Regions from separate parts of the Mus musculus genome. Here region 1 is linked to region 2. The links are chromatin contacts, called in public HiChIP or PLAC-seq maps. All regions are on one chromosome and are shown on one strand. The core of a region is the stretch at or near the end of the contact, and the rest is flanking DNA. Distances in the headings are between cores, read along the strand shown.

Region 1 (2,700 bases), core at 175-2,674, 37 kb before region 2:
CAACCATGCGTACAGAATTGTTTCCATGTGTGGATGCTTTCAGTAATCTTTATTCAAAAGTATTCAATACAATTTATCCTGAAACTTCTCTGAAGCCTTTCCCATTAAAAATTTCAATAACTAAGTCAGTTGTGGTGACTCATGCCTTTAAAGCCAACAACACTCAAGAAGATGAAGCAGGCTGTGAGTTCAAGCCCAGCCTGGTCTACATAGCAAGTACCAGGATAGCCAGGGCTCCATGATGATGATGATGATGATGATGATGATGATGATGATGATGATGATGGTACTAAAAATAATCTGTCTTTTAAAAAAAAGAAATAAATTGGATTGGGCTGGAGAGATGGCTCAACAGTTAAGGTCCTGAGTTCAATTCCCAACAACCACATGGTGACTCACAACCATCTGTAACGGGATCTGATGCCCTCTTCTGGTGTGTCTGAAGACAGCTACAGTGTACTCATATACATTAAATGGATAAATAATAAATCTTTTTTTAAAAAAAAAAAGAAAAGAAAAAGAAATAAATGTTAACAACAGATGGTTACTCTATAACACTTTGAGAAACAGAACTTAGAAAAATTTCTTGCCGCTGAACAAAGTCTTACTGTCCAAACAGGTTAGGATTCATTACAGGCCAAGCTATCCTTAAACATTTATATGGAGTTTGTCTCAATGTGTAGAGGCCAGACCTAAGGGAAAGAGTTCCTAACTTCCTAACAGAGACCTAGAAAACTCTTACCAAATGTATTCATCTTTTAAAGAAATCAGGCCCTAGGCTAGCAGGCACATAAGCAGTAACTCCTGCAAGCGGCAATAGGGGCACCAAAGGGGCAGGCCTGCAAATGAGCCATGGAGGAGCTCTGAAGGATGGTGGTGGCAGAAAGAGAAACAGATAAACTAGTGGATGTATGCTAGATTGATAAGCACAGAAGTCTATACATTAGAGGTTAAACCCCGTCAGGAGAGGGAGCGAGCCTACATAAGACACACAGTCACGGCAGCGTTAGCAGCCTCATGGGTTATTGCTATCTGTTTAATGAGGTGAAAACTGGGAATTTTGTTCGGTGCATGCTGTCACGTTTTATCTCCTCCTGGGGAATATGCACAGGCCTTTGGCTAACCTTACAGAACTGGGGGCTTTGCGTTGCCTCCAGACGAGGCTAATTGGGGCTTAATTACAACATTTCTAAGGAGATTGGCACATACTTGGGAGAAAATCTCTGCGGCTACTAGCACCTTCTCTTTCCCTCCCGCCTCCTTTTCCTTCTTGCCTTGTGGTGGTGGTTGACTGTGATTGCTGTTTTGGAGTTGAGGACCTGAGGTTTGGTGCAAGATTTCCCCTCAGCGGCTTTTAACTACACCTTGACCCAAAGAAACCTCAACCCTCCCACTGCGCAGCCTGCCGCCCAAGCCCTGAACAGTGGGCGTGGTTAAAGTCTCCAATAAGCTGTCAGGTCGTGGCAGTACGGGTGAGAGAGACTTAGAGAGACGGGGAGGAGGAAACTGGAATGAGAGGGAATGGATAGTTACAGGACAGAGGGAGAGAGACTGTCACTCCGATCCTCTTCTGAGCTGAGTCTTACTTCTGAGGCGTGACCCTCAAAGCCACGCAGAAGAACAGTGTAAAAAGCTACCGGCCCTCAATTCAAGAGAGGCTGTGCCCAACTCTTCATAAGAAACTCTCGTTCCTCTCCGGAGGAATGCTTCCATTTTCTTAGCCACTGGAAAGTGATGATTGCTACCAGCCTAAGGAGTCTTCTTCTCTTAGAGGCCACCTTTTTAATAGCGATTACACTACCGAGAGAACTAGGGCACGCTCTCTGCAAGATTGGCTGAGCTAGAGGTTTGAAATCTGTGCACTTTTGTAACCAACCTGGCTTTTCATGGACTAGTAGAATCCTTTATTAAAACAGACAAAGAAATAATAATCATCCCATTTAAAGGAATATGCAATTCGATTTTTTAAAAAATAAAATGCTATTGCCTACATGTGACCAAGTTCCATGCCGATTGGTTATATTTTGTAATCCTTGATTTTCAGCCTGGATCCTACTTGGTGTTTATCTGGGCTCCAGCACACCCGCAGTGTCATAATCACTAGATCAAAGGTTTGCGAGATCAGGTGACCCCGCTTCTGTCGGGGTCACCGCTGCAGCCTCAAGACCTGGCATACTGCCTGCCTGTCTTAGGGGACAAATGATATTTCTTCACTAAGCAAATGAGAGGACTTTATCCAGCACCAGGGCTTTGACATAAACTGAATTGGGTAGGATTATTTCTAGAGTGGCTGAAAGAGATGGAATTTAAGGGATAAGTTCGAATCAAAGAGCGAGAGGGAGTGACCACCACAGGGGTATCAAATGTGTTGTTTTAACTCGCCCCCCTGCAGGGATTTCTCTTAAGCCAAATCTGAGGAAAGGAGAAAGCCCCTGAGGGAGAGGTCACCAACTTCTCAGTGTGTGTAAGAGCGGGTAGGAAAGGGCTCAAAAGCTAAGAGTAGGACGTGAGGGTCTTGGGACCACGTTAGTCACGTGATGTACAGTGGTTCTCCTCCTCTCTGAAATCAGATTTCCTTCTGGAGCCGCTAAAAATGTCAAAGCAACACAACACTACAGGTGTTTAAAACAAGATCCACTGGCGTTCAGAAAATTCAGTTTGAGACCACAGTCCTTGAATTGTACTTTTTTTTTTCTGTAT
Region 2 (2,700 bases), core at 6-2,505:
ATTTACAAAAAAAAAAAAAATCTGCTTAGTAACATTAGGCTAGATTAAAAACAAGATACACCTATTGACATTTCTATTTAGTTTAGTCAATTACGACCTCTAAAGCAACTGAAGCCACATTTTTCATGAGACTACTTGGCCCCTCAGGACGCAAGAACCATTTCCACCCCCAATCCCTGTGTCCTCCTTATTTTTCCTTTACCAGGCAACCCTGTGACTCTCACGGTGGCCGACACCGTAATCCTTTCCTAATTTATACAGTTCTTAGAGGCAAAGACTGTGTCTTCCTCTTTTGGTTTGCCTTCATTAAGTCCTTCACATTACCTTCCAAGTGACCAGGAAAGCTCTCGAGTTACAGAGAAGGCAGACTATCCTAAAATGGCAACTCACCGACCACGAACTATTACTGTATGTCGCTTTGTGTGGCCTCTCTTTGTCCCCACTTTCCGGATGAGAAAACAAGCAGAGAATGTCACTAACTTGCCAGAGAACAAGCTGATAAACAGGATGGAACCGAACTCAATACTTTGAAAAATAATAAAGGTCACACTGATAGAAACTGGTGGCTCTGGGTATGTTCGCTGCAATGTTCCAGCAAACCTGTCCCAAGAAGATGCCGGCTTACAGCATCCAGGGGGACAGCATTCCAAGCCATAAGCCCCTAAAGTCACCCGCTTGTTTCTGATACCCTAACTCCACAGACCGTCCAATGCCGTTTCCTTACTTTCCCAACCCCCCCCCCCCCCAGGTGCCGAGGCTGCTCCTCTACCCACCCCGATGTTTCGGCTGATGTTGTCCATCTTGATTGCGACCTGTTGGAAGAGCGGGTAGCAGGTCTGGCAGAGGCGCACGGGCCGAGCGCTGCGCACCATACAGGCGGTCAGCTCGGCGCTGCTATTGGCGAAGTCCATCAGCAGCTCCCGGCACTCAGGCTCCAGATCCGGCAGGTCCGGAGGTAGCAGTGACAGCGGCCCTAGACCTCCGCCCTGCAGCAAAGACAGGGTCAAGTCCTGCACCTCCAACAGCTGCTGCTCCGACAGCAGGTCCGCAAAGCCTGGGTGCCGACTGCTGGTGAAGGGGAGCGCGCACAGGGCGCACCTCCACCGCAGCAGCTGCAGCAGCAGCAGCGCCGGCAGCCACCGCCACGGCCACCCGCTACTGCGCGCCAGCTCCGCGTCCCGAGCCATCCCCGGGCCGGACTGTAACAGATAGCTCGCCCGGTGCTTCCGACAGCAGCCGCTTCCGGCTTCGGCCGGCGCAGGCCCTGAGTGGAGTCACGAGGTGAGTGCGTCACGGCCCCGCCCACCTGCCTCCGGAGGCGCGCGGGTGTGAGCGCGCCCCGCTTGGAGGTCTGTAGAGCTGCTGCAACCCCAGTGCATCCCAGGCCTCCGTCTTGCACGCTCTGCACCCTGCAGTTCCCCGCCTTCCATGAGCCTGTGGAGTTTGTTCTGGTTGCTGGAACTCCAGGGAGATGACTGCCGAGTGAGCTCCCAGAAAAACCCAGTAGACTGATGGTTTGGGCAGGTGTTCATTTTCATTGGCTCTGGATTAGTAAAATTTCTTCATCTCCTCTGGAGAGTGGATAACATCCGTTGGCAGTTCTGGTTTTGGAACTTGTGGCTTCAAAAGGCTTGATTGATTGATTTTAATTCTCAACTATCTACCCCGAACAGAACTTCCTGGGGTGATGAATATAGTCCACGTCTTAGTTAATAGGGAAGCCACTACCCACATGTAGCAGCTGAACCCTTGAATTGTAGCTACTACGATGATAGAACTAATTGTCCAATGTCACTTAATTTAAATATAACTATCTGACTAGTGACACCTGTGTACGGCTCGGATCTGGGTGTAGTGTTTTAGCGCAATAGAAATCCTACCTAATACATACACTTGAGCATACCCCACTATGTTATTATTATATATTCTATATTATACGATTATTATACCATATATTACATAACATATTGTAACATAATATGTAATATTAATATATAACATGTAATATGTGACACGTAGCATTTTATGATATGTTGTAATATGTTATATTGTATATTATGTAATGTATAATATATGTTATGATAATAAATATGTATACATTATATAATATTAATACATATAGGTATTTTTCTTCTTGGAGACAAGCCTCATGTAACTCAGGCTAGTTCTCTAACACACTAAGAAACATGTTTGCGCTATACCAGAGAATGGCCTTGAAATTCTGATCTTCCTGCCTCCCTGCTGAAAGTGCCACCATGTACCCCCATTGCCAGGTGTTTGTGGTGCTGGAGACCAAACCCAGGGCCTGGTGTGTGCTAAGCAAGCAAGCATTCTGTCAACCCAGAGACATGAGAGAGAGAGAGAGAGAGAGAGAGAGAGAGAGAGAACCATAATAACAAATCAAAAGAAAGCCTATTAATAAGTCATTGCAGTAGACACTGGAATAAAGCAAGAGGCCAGGATATAATGTGCTCAAGAGTAGGATGTGAGGGGTGGGGACATCCATGTAGAGACAGAGGTATGGGGAGGAGGTACGGGATGTGGATCAGTCGGAGAGTTGGGGGGGGTAATAAAATATGGAGTGTAAAATAATTAATTAATTAATTAAAAAGAGAAAGAAAGAAAAAAAAGAATAGGATAGGAAAAAAACCATTGTAGGGCCATCCAGCAAGATGGTTCAGCAGGTGTTGTGTTCATGGT

What was found. HiChIP or PLAC-seq counts read pairs in DNA pulled down with a chosen protein or histone mark.
Region 1: an H3K4me3 HiChIP or PLAC-seq map of intestinal crypt epithelium shows a contact between it and region 2, with 5 read pairs. The contact joins the enhancer-like site here to the promoter of Ostm1 in region 2. A contact is called at or near these places in 1 of 39 promoter capture datasets (macrophages), 1 of 15 datasets of contacts at CTCF or cohesin (CD8 T cells), 1 of 484 Hi-C or Micro-C datasets (rod photoreceptor), 5 of 115 datasets of contacts at active chromatin or transcription factors (embryonic forebrain, embryonic stem cells, intestinal crypt epithelium and 1 more) and 2 of 9 other capture datasets (adipose tissue and embryonic stem cells).

Annotation. Positions count from the first base shown.
Region 1 is chr10:42,714,310-42,717,009 of GRCm38.p6, reverse strand. No RefSeq gene overlaps it. Among named protein-coding and RNA genes, the nearest start is that of Ostm1, 37 kb to the right of the region's middle. Within about 2 kb of position 1,424, at least 34 of the 459 cell types and tissues checked have an H3K27ac peak or open chromatin away from gene starts, as enhancers often do. A contact at or near this core is called in intestinal crypt epithelium and intestinal villus epithelium, where this site is marked.
Region 2 is chr10:42,677,471-42,680,170 of GRCm38.p6, reverse strand. Ostm1 (osteopetrosis associated transmembrane protein 1) reads right to left here and starts at 1,255. Exons shown (of 6, transcript NM_172416.3): 1 at 774-1,255. The coding sequence starts at 1,187.